Regions from separate parts of the Pan troglodytes genome. Here region 2 is linked to region 1. A link is a contact called in public Hi-C data. All regions are on one chromosome and are shown on one strand. Each heading gives the region's core, a stretch centred on a gene start, on an enhancer-like site or on the middle of the called end of the contact. The rest is flanking DNA. Distances are from core to core; before and after follow the strand shown. Region 1 holds the start of SLC2A13 (solute carrier family 2 member 13). Region 2 overlaps SLC2A13 (solute carrier family 2 member 13).

What was found. A called contact is a pair of places that touch in the nucleus more often than the background predicts.
Region 2: a contact with region 1 is called in a Hi-C map of induced pluripotent stem cells, with 1.6 times the contacts expected there. The contact joins the enhancer-like site here to the promoter of SLC2A13 in region 1. A contact is called at or near these places in 2 of 7 Hi-C or Micro-C datasets (induced pluripotent stem cells and stem cell-derived neural progenitor cells) and 1 of 1 datasets of contacts at active chromatin or transcription factors (stem cell-derived excitatory neurons).

The regions. Positions count from the first base shown.
Region 1 is chr10:55,774,432-55,779,975 of NHGRI_mPanTro3-v2.0_pri, reverse strand. It overlaps SLC2A13 (solute carrier family 2 member 13), which reads right to left and starts at 3,700. Exons shown (of 10, transcript XM_522353.9): 1 at 2,840-3,700. The coding sequence starts at 3,395.
Region 2 is chr10:56,102,222-56,107,789 of NHGRI_mPanTro3-v2.0_pri, reverse strand. It overlaps SLC2A13 (solute carrier family 2 member 13), which reads right to left. Exons shown (of 10, transcript XM_522353.9): 8 at 4,410-4,531; 9 at 4,133-4,285. Among named protein-coding and RNA genes, the nearest start is that of REDIC1, 140 kb to the left of the region's middle. Within about 2 kb of position 3,264, at least 1 of the 24 cell types and tissues checked has an H3K27ac peak or open chromatin away from gene starts, as enhancers often do. A contact at or near this core is called in induced pluripotent stem cells, where this site is marked.

The DNA of each region.
Region 1 (5,544 bases), core at 2,451-4,950:
CCAGCAATGGAATTTGGATTTTTTTTTTCGTTTTTGCTCACCATTCATTTATTCAACAAGTATCTCCTATGTGGCAGGAATATATCAGTGAACAAAATGAGCAGAAATCCCTGACCCACATGGGCCGTATATTTTACCACAGGTAAACGTGTGGAGGAAAGAAGTTCTTACAGCAAACTTGTCTGAAAAAGGTATCAAAAGCCACATTTTGTTATTCATCAACATTTCCTAAATATCATAAGGACAAAACAACAAATCTCTGACTACACATAAAATTTAACTACTTAAAAAACAATGGCATAAAATTAACCCAGATTGTGTACCAAACAAGCAAACTGATTTAATATCCCTCAAAAAATGCTCATGTTAGGAACCCATTTCCTTGTAGCTTTAAAAAAAGTGATTTTCTTTGTAAGTTTTAATGATTTTATGTGTATAATTACATGCTTTGCATAGATCCTAATTTTAATCCTAATTTGAAGTGGATTTATTTCATTACTGTTTTGTTTTGAATGCGGCCTATTTCAAAGCCTGTTTATGATTTTAAAACATTCTTCATTTTGTAAATGAAGAGGGCTTTTACGAAACTGCCTCAGGGCTTCTATTCTGAGAGGTATGTTTCTGGAAGTGAGATGGGCCACACCAGAACTGAATGGAGAACATATCTAAACTGGGCTTCTCTATTGAACCAACCAGCCCAGAGACCACAGAATGAGGCTGCAAGACAGAGAGGCCTCCACAGCTCTTGCACACCAACACTTCCAATCTGATCTCCTGCTTTGTCCTCTATTGCTGCTTCCACCTATTCCCCAAGTATGCCCTATGCTTTCCTTCCTTTACCCATTTTGCCCCTTGCTTAGAACGTCCTTTCCTCGTTTCTGTTAAAATACTGACATGTCAACGTACCATTTCCATTGGTAAGAGCTTCTGGCTTCCCTCTGTTGGAGATAACTGTACCCCCTCTGAATTCATCAGCCATCTCTGATAACCTATCTTATAAAGCTTAGCAAGTTCTACGTTGCTTTTGCCCCACCTTGCTACATTTACTAAAGTATAATACATTCTCCTCACTATTCAGCTCACAACATCTGGAAGGGGACCTTACACAGAACAGGGCTCAATTTGCAGGTCAGATAAAAAGAGTAAACATAATACCCAAGATTTTAACCAATACCTGCCATAGCAAAACACTAGGAAGCTTCATTTAGACAGCTCTGCAAAGCATGATTCCAATTTCAAAATTACAGAAAAGATTCAGGTTGACAGAACAATTCTTGCTACCTAAAATGATGTTATTTCTATGTCAGAAGCAACAAAAAAGGTCCAGATGTCCCAAGCAGACAATGCTGAGAAAAGAATCGTGGTCACTTAAACAGCAGGTTATTTGTTGAAGGGTCCTGAAGGCACAAGTAGTTTCCACACAAATAGGTTTCATTTCAGCTGGATTTTTTGGTCACTTTGGATATTTTTGTGCCAACTTAATATGTTACGGAGAGCTTTGCCCTACCTTTGCTAATTAACAGTACAATAAACAGCAAAAGGAAGGTCACTACTGACAAACTTTGAATATAAAGTGCAGTGAGCTGGGTTTTAGGCTCATGGTTCCCGCATGTGGAGTTGAATATATGGCCTTTGCTTCCCTTCAGAACCCACAGAGAAAGGGTGAAAAGCACAAACATCAAACAAGTGGTGAATACACAGATCAGCAGCAGCCCCAGGTTTAAAGCGCTTTCATCAAGCCCCAGCCATAGGGAAGAAATACTTCAACAGCACCCTAAGGGAAACAAAAAACTGAATTATGAAACGAAACATTAAAAAAGCATCAGCGGTGTGTCTTAGAAAAATTACTAGTGAGATTTAAGTCACAGCCCCCCACTTTCCCTCAAAAGTGCTTTCTAATAATACAGAGCACATTCCAAATAGCTTCCCTCTGCCAAAAACTTGCCAATTGTACCTCCCCTGCTCAGCAACCAGGGTGAAAAAAATTCAACGCCAGGAGAACCTTAATGCCTTCATTTTTTAAGTAAATTCCAAACATTTATCTTGCTGGGCATTTATCCACAGGGGGAGTAGCTCCTAAATGAATTAAGGAAGTGAATATGACCTTTAATAGACAATTTGGTTCCCAACTGGAAAGCAGGAGAGGAAAAACAAAGAGGAGAATGGATAAAAAAGGATTCTAATGAAAAAGTTGGAAAAACAGAGGAGAATGGAATTTACTTGGGAAAACAATGAAAGCTGAAAGGCAATAGAAAAAGCATAAAAGCAAAAGGAGATGCCATCTAAAGACAAATGCTAGATAAGGAAAGAGGGCAGGGGTAGCTAATAAACCTTTCAGAGTCCAGAATTACTTAACTCTAAATATTATCTCACTGTAACTTGACGATGGTCTAGGTTCCAGGCTGGGAGCCCCAGAAAACGAAAGGGGCTAGCAGTGGAGAGGCAAGGTGGGACAGTGCAGGAAAGCAGAGACCCTCGTAAGCTCAAGAAGCAGCATCAGGTTAGGCTGGATCAAGGAAAGAGCTGGTGCTCAGCTAGGTTTCTGGAAGTGCTGAGAGGCAACAACCACTTGGACTGACTGGTCCGTGGCCTATCAAAGATTCCACGTGGGCTCGAGGGAGACTAGAGTGACACCCCCTCCCCCCCGACCCTCCCACCTCCCGGGAGAGCCTTGGAGGCTGGACCAACAAACAGATGGGCTCTGGAGGCCAGAGAAGTGGAGGATTCTCTGACCCTGGGAGACCAGACGGGGACCCCGATGGGCAAGAGGCACGCAACACCCAGGGTCAAGGGCGGTGACAATGGGATCCCGGGCGCCCTTCACGGAGCCCGAACTCACCGATGCCGAGTCCCACGACCAGGCGGCCGGCGAGCAGTGTCTCCTTGTTGTTGGCCGCAGCCAGCACCGCGGAGCCGGCGGTGAAGAGGGCACTGGCCAGGAGGATGGCAGCCCGGCGGCCGAAGACGCCGTTGAGGGCGCCTCCGGCCAGCGCCGAGACGGCAGCCGCCCCCACCGTGCTGGACACCAGCAGCTCCTGCCACAGCGCGTCCAGACTGAGCTGCCGCTTGAGCAGCAGCATGGCCCCTGACACCACCCCGGTGTCATAGCCAAACAGGAAGCCGCCCAGCGCGGAGAAGACGGCCACCACGTACACGAAGGCGGGGGTCTCGTCCTGCTGGAACTGCCGCCGCGCCGCGCGCTCCAGGTCCCCGACGCCGCCGCCGCCCGCGCCCGCGCTCTGCAGGCTGGTGCTCGATTCGGCGGCAGCCAGGAGGCTGCACTCCCCGGCCGCGCTCGCCGCGTCCGGCTCCTGCTGCTTCCTGCGCCGCTCGCCCATCAGGCTGCTCAGGCTCCGCAGCGTGTACTCCACATTCTCGCTTGCCTTGCGGGACATAGGGCAGGGGCCCGGGGCTGCCCGGGGGTACGCGGCTCCGCGGGCCGGCAGTCTCGGCGAGCTAGACAGCCCGAGCCGGCGGGAGCAACCGCCGCTGCCGCCGCTTTCTTCCTCCCGGCTTCCGCTCCGGCTGCCACGGCAGCAGCCGCCGCCACGGCCGCTCCGGGGAGAAAGTTGCTGCCCGCCGCGCTCCGACGCTGCGGAGTTGGAGCCCGGCGGGTCTCACTCCACACTCACGCCCCGCGCCTGCCGAGCTGGCGCTGCGGAGCGGGCGGGAGGCGGGACCGCGGGTCACGTGCAACCCCGGGCCGGCGGGGCGGGGCCCGGGAAACGTCCCGCCCCCTCCTTGGGCGGGGCCAGGCTCAGCCCGCCCCGGACCCCTAAACCCCGCCCTCCCGGTGGGTGCGACCTCTGACCTAGGCTCCCTCATTTAGGGCTCTGGCAACTGTATGGAATTAACCCTGCCTTCCGAGCTGCAGCGGTGGAGCAAGCCAATGTGGCGATGCCATCAGGCAACAGGCTTCCCGACGGGAAGCCACCCAGAATGTTTGCCGTGTTTGGAGAGGAGGGAGAGAGCACCTAAACCAGCCTCACTGTCCTTCCAGCAGCCTAGAGAGAGGGCTGGAAAAAATATCCTAGAATAGGACCTAGCAAGTACCCTTCCTTTTATAGTATTGTGACATTACCCAGCGTGGTCTACTTCCCTGGCATTAAATGTGTTTGTTCTGGAGCAATTCAGGGCTGCATGCTCCCATTTCTATAGCTAGTTTCCACTCTCATCGCCAGTCCCTCCTCAATTTATGCTTATTTTAAAGGAATGGTACATTTGATTCTTTGAGGACAGAGATAACATATCTCTGTGGTGAATCCCAAACCCTCCTTCCGTAGATCCCCGACCTGTAAAAGAAAATTCACATATATGCATTCCACTCATGTAACGGGTAATTCCCAGAAATAGAAAGAAAACTCAAGACCCTGATTTATGATTCGGCAGGCAGTCTCCATTTCCCCGCCCCAACATGCTAACCAAAAGGTAGGATAGCTTCTCTCCTGAGAATCCCCACTGTTGCCCTCCATGAGGCACTGTTTTAACAGCCTCATTTACTTGAAACAAAGCAAAGATAACGTTATTTGCAACCAATTTTTTAAACTGTTGAGTGAATTAACAGTTGTTGGTTCATTTGGGGTTTGTTTCCCCCTTTAATTTAAATGTTTTTAAAATATACAGTTGCGCATCAGGGGCTAAAGATAGTTTGTTTTGTTTTGTTTTTGAGACAGATTCTCGCTCTGTCGCCCAGGCTGGAGTGCAGTGGCGCTATCTCGGCACACTGCAGCCTCCGCCTCCCAGGTTCAAGCGATTCTCCTGCCTCAGCCTTCCTAGCAGCTGGAACTGCTAAAGATGTTTTGTGCCTCTAATTTGCTTTCATTCTTCAGGCTGAGGGCAAAAAGTCAAGCATCATATGATTGTATTCCTACAATTCCACTGCTCTTTTATTTCCCTTATTTGAGCAAAAGCTTTCTTAGCCTGGGGCCTATTTTTCATGCAGCTATAACTTTTTTCCTTTCAGACAAAAGGATTTTGTCATTCCTGTTTCAGTAAAAACTTATATTAGAATTTGTCAAAACTGCTTTCGTTTTGATTATCAGTCACGATTATCTCTACAATATAGTACTTTCCTTGCCAGCAACAAGGAAAAATAAACTAATGAAGCCAGAGGGCTTAACTATTTAAATGTTATCGTCTGGCTTTAAAGCAAGGCTCTACCGTCATTCCCAGGCATCAGTTAAACAGAGAGAGCCTTTAGATCTGCAGCAATGAACTCTTAAATATTCAGACCTCGGACAATATTGCAGGTGAGAGCGCGCCTTTTCCGCGGCATGCTACGGTATAGTAAAACTGCGCCCCCTGGTGGTGAGCCAATTCCCACGGCTTCTGAAGAGAAGGGCTCCGCAGATGAGAAGCATCTGGTTCTTTGACAGTTCCCTCTTGCTGAGATGAAAATAAACTACTTTTTGTCTCAGCTGGTGCAGTGAACGTCTTGGTTCCTGAGCATTCCTTGCTTGAAATTCAGCTTTGGGTCATAGAACAAGAAACTACTTTAAAAATTCTGTTCCGTATTAGGACAGTTATGTATCTGCGGTCAGGTTA
Region 2 (5,568 bases), core at 2,015-4,514, 330 kb before region 1:
GTGGAATACATGGCAACTCCATCCTTCCAGTTTCTCATGTCCAAAGTCTGGGAGTCATCCTTAATTTCTACCTTACTCTCATGCCTAACATCCAATCTGTTAGGAGATCCCGTTGGTTCTACCTTCAAAATATAACCCAAAGATGGCCAGTTCTCACCACTTCCATAGATAAATATGGTCTAAGGGCCATCGTGTCTCATCTGCATTACTGCAACGGTCTCCTAACTGGTCTCCTTGTTCCTTCTCTTGGACCTCGACAGTCCATTTTTTTTCCATGGCACATGTCATCATCTGACATACATTGATGTTTACTAATTTGTTTTTCGTTTCCCTCCACTAGAATGTAAACTCCATGAAGTCAGAGAATTTTGTTTTGCTGTAAGATTATGCATGTCAATGCAGAACAGCCAGAAACACATAAATATTAGCTAGTTTGGTTTTCTAAGGGTCATGATAGCAAGCCTAGATGGATGAGATATATGAATGTATGACTTGTTTATATTCTCTACACATTTCCAAGATGGACTTTTAAAATAATTGAATTCCGACCAGCCTGGCCAACATGGTGAAACCTGTCTCTACCAAACACACACACACACACACACACACACACACATAATTGAATTGCCAATTTGAATATAAGAAACTATACTTGTACTTTTGATGGTGGAAAACAACAAAGTAAAATGGAGCCCCTGTCTAATTTTAGGCTTTCAGTCCAGACCATCATGTGTATGAGATGGGGGAAGTAAGATGAAAAACTAATGTGACAATTGGCTGGAGAAAGGATATCAGACTGGGAGTGGGAAGAACTGAGTTTAAGTGTTGGCCATGTGACTTCTGGATAGTCATTTAACCTCTTCTCTGGGCCTCTGTTGCCTCATTAAGCAAAATAAGGGGGTTTCTCAGCTCCTACTTAAGTGTTGGCAGTTTACAATTCTGTAAATCTTACAGCCAAAATCAGGAGCATGTATAGGAGGTATAGTTAAGAGATGGTTGAGAGAGAGACCTGATCTGTGTAATGGGGAAAATAATTCTTGCTTTGCCCAACTGTAAAGAATAGAAATAATGTATGTTATCATGCCCATTAGAATTCTGAATATCAGTTGCTCAAAAAAGCGATGGCCAGATTGTTAAATTCTACTGAATGACCAGGAAAGGAAGAGTTGCTATTAAGATACAGAATAAGATTAGTGTGACTAATTAATTGGGATGTTTTTACAAAAAGGGTGATACTGATAAGCTAGCTCTTGGAGAATGGGGGAATTTTGACAAAAAAAAAATGAAAGGAGATGAAGTCCTGTGTTCTGAGTACAGATATGCAAGACTGTGGAGGTAGGAAGAGAAATGGAATCTTTAGCAGGGAGGGACAAAGACTGGATAGTAATTATGATGAAGATAAAGAAAAAATAAGTACAGATGGTAAAACATTTTAGATTAAACTAGGCTTCTAAACTACAAAATCTGTAACAGCAAACCCAGTTTGACTTTTAAATATAATAGTATATTTTATCTTCATCATTATCTTTCACAATTTGGGAACAGTAGCATAATTAGAAGTAACAAATCAAATCTGTCAGTGCTAAACTCACTCCTATAGTTAAAAAACATTCGTTGGGTTAGGAAGATTCCTGAAGTTGATTACAGATTCTTTCTTGTGACCTGGATTCCCAAAGCTGAATAATATCAAGGAATTGCTATTAAAATACAAGACCGTTATTATAAAATCTGAGGAATCCAAAGCACGCAAATGCCAAAACTGCCTACTCAGTGTGGGTTCCAATGGTTAGACCTGTGGCTAAGTCGTGGAGGAGTGTGGGCAGACCTGGGAGGCTGTGACCTGGTCCATGTCATGGTCAAATCAGTCACTATCTCAGTTTCTCATTTATTCCTCCCTTGGAGTGAAAATGGTAAGAAAAAATGTCTGTAACGAGTCCATCAGGACTATTGAACAGTTAGATATTCCTCACCTTTATTCTAAGGATTTAAATCTTATTAGAGCCCTACATTAAGTTCCAGATTAAAACAACTATTTAATTGAATTACACAAATTGAGGACTCAAAGGCCATGTTTGACTGAATTTCAGTACTACCTCAAGAGAGAAGCTTTGACATAGTGCCCCCCAAGAGATCTCTTTAGCCACATGTGCTGTATATAAAATGGCATATCGGTGATATAGCAATGATACTTTTTAGTAATAAACATTATTGAATGGGGGCACAAGGCAGACCTGTGTAAGCAATATGGTTGAGGAAGGAATCAAATTTTGAGATCTTATGAAACAATAAAAAAGGAGGCAACAAAGAAGACATAACTATTTCCAGAGGAATACACGATTAGGATGTATATTTATTAAATGAGGAATATAAATGCATAGCTTACATAAACCAGTAACATGTGGATTAAAATGAGACACAAAAAGGGAGAAAAACTAGCCTGAATGAACTGTTTTTCTACTACTAGAGAGTAGTAGACCAAATGGACCAGTGCTCTGACATGAGAGAAGCTTAATGCAAAGCAACACGCTTTTAACTGTTTATTTTTGAAAGAATTCTGCTTATGCCCTATTTAAATTTCATTACGGTTGCCTCATTTTTCTCATGGTTTTCTGGCAGGATAAATTCAAGAAAGAGGAGCTTTGCTGTCAAAAGTATAATCATGTAAACTTTTATTATTTGGTCTATGCCTTTCTATGAAAAATGCTTTCTCAGGATGCGAGCATATACTTAGGTCTTCAAATATTTAAGTGTTCTCTAGAATCAGTAAATACGAGGAAATATTTATTGTGCTCGTATTTATTATGTCATGAAGATAAGTTTATGAATTTATGGAAAAATTTTAATTGCCAAATGGGATCCAGCTGAATATACTAAATATATATCCAGTTTAAAATGCCAGTGCCTTTCCTTTCCAAGAAAATAAATATTTCAAATGTCTTAAGCGGTGATTAGGAGAGAGAAGAGTTTTATGAAGATAATAAAAGCATTAGATAAATACTATTAACTAAAAGCAAATACCAATTCAGCATGTTCAGAAGAGACGGGGAATAGATTTTTATGTTTCATCATATTCACCATTCATCTGCAAAATTTATCCATGTATTTATTCATTTGACAAACACTTTTTGGTGCTTATCAGGTGAACAGGATGCCTTGGGAGGAACTGGGAATGTAACAATGAACAAGGCACAGTCCTGGCCCTCCAGGGATTTATAGTCTACTAGAGAGAGCTAGGGGCAGACAAACCTGTTCTTGCAAAGAGAAATGATAAGTGCCCAGAGCACAGAGTAAAGAGATTGTGGGGAGATCAGAGAAGCTCTTCTGGGAGAATGGTCTAAGCAGCAGGCATTCCGTCTCTACCACAAGGACTTATGAGGAGATTAGAATGAAACCTCATACTTCATCATGAATAATCCTATTGCAACCTATAAAGTCATGTGAACAATGCAGAAATCTTTTTTCTAAAAAGCAAAGTCTTTTCCTGACTCAGCCACTAAGCACTATTGTTTTTCATTTTGAATTATGGCCTCCATACATTTGCATTTGAATACTTCCGTCATGTTTACACTTTTGCAAGTGGTAAGTACTGGTCTCAGAGGACACTGAAATGCACAAGCACTGGCCTGAGCAGCACAGGTGATACAGTGGAAGGTATGGCCACAGCACAGCATACTGTTAAGCATTTGAGGAAGCTACTTTCAGCCCTACGCAGATTCTGCTCTTGGACTGGACGCTATGCCTGTCACAGGACATCTCATTGGCCCTAGACTCCCTGCCTACATCTTTTTACCATTTTCTGTTTTTTTTTGTTTGTTTGTTTCTGTGAAACTAAAAGCTATGGTGTAAAGACTTCCACCTGGGGAGATAGCTGGGAGATGTCTGAGTTGGGAGAGGGGTTGGGTGACAGCCCTAAGCACTGTGGAACAAGAAGCAGTGCTGTTTAGGATAGGAGAATCCCTCTCTTCTTTCCCAGACACATTTCCGATGCCTTTGGAGGACAAGAAAGCCACATGGAGATACTTATAACAGCAAAATATAACCACATAGTCTCAATCACAAATGATATTATAGTGTATCTAAAAATAGTGATAAAAATAAAAACAAAACTATGTTAGAAAAAATATTATCTTACCATAGTATGTAAGATACTCTGCTGTGTGTAAAAATGTTAGTGAAACCAGGACATTGAAAATCCAGTTTATTCCAGATGAACATGCATTTCCTGTACTTCTTGCCCAAAGGGGATATATTTCAGAATTCACAGTCCAAGGCATTGGTCCCATTCCTGAGAAATAAAACATTAAAAACTTTAGTAAAATAGCATGTAAGAAATTTGAAAAATTATAGTTTATCTACTCCAAAAAGAGGCAATTCAATTAATGCAACAGTATAATAAAGTCTTTGTTTACCAGGTGCAAAGAAGACAAGATATAAAATAAGGCCCAGAAGTGCAGTCCAGGAGTATGGAGTAGGGCAGAAATTGTAAGCCCAAAATATATCTTCTCTTTTGAACTTGGTTTCATTTTCACACCTGAAAAATAATGCAATATAAGTATTAACTTAATGTTTTTGACTACAGTTGCAGAAATTCAATATGATCATATTTATGTATTTGGAAATTCCTTAATGTCTTAAGAAAGAGTCCAAAATGTTTTTCTTAAAAAATAAGAACTAAATATACAGTATTAGATATGCGAGCTTGTATAGGAATTTTACAGCCAAGTATAATTCAAGAGCAAAACAAAGACACCGTGTTTTATAACCATTTCACATAAATTAGACATGATTTCTAATTAGTCCCTGGAAGCTGCAGTAACACTTCAGTACCACTGAGAGTCAGTATGTGGCAGTGAAAAGACCATGGCATTTGCAATCATGACAAGATTCAAATTTCAGAGCCAGATACTTTTCATCTGATAAAATGGGGATAATACTTTGTAGACTATTTTAAGGATTAGAAGAGTAACCTGTAAAGGGTGATGGGGTGGATGAGGGGAACAAATGATTCTATCTGATTCCAAATAGCCCTCTCCCTTTCTGCTCCGTGTCCTTGCTTCTCTACCAGTCACTCCCTGATGACCTTGCCTTCTTAATCCATAGTAAAGCAAAGGGTCCTACAGTTTAGATCCATTCTGAAGTTGAACTTCCAGTTCTTTACCTTAATTGCCCCTGAAGATATTACCAGACTCAAAAACATTCCTATCCCCTATTGTCAATTTATTGTTCTGTCTCCTTCAACCTCTATCTTTGAACCTTGTCATCCAAGCCCTATTGTTACCATATTTATGAACTCATCATAACATTCCACCTGTCTTGATGATTTGGGTGCCTGCTCAGTCTACCTCCTGTCATCCCCTGCCACATTCATTTATTTTTAATTCATTGGCCTCATTTAAAAAAATTATTTTATTTAAGTTCCAGGATACATGCACAGGATGTGCAGGTTTGTTACATAGGTAAATGCGTGCCGTAGTGGTTTGCTGCGCCTATCAACCCGTCACCTAGGTATTAAGCCCCATGTGCATTAGCTATTTATCCTGATGCTCTCCCTCCTCCCAGCCCCCACAG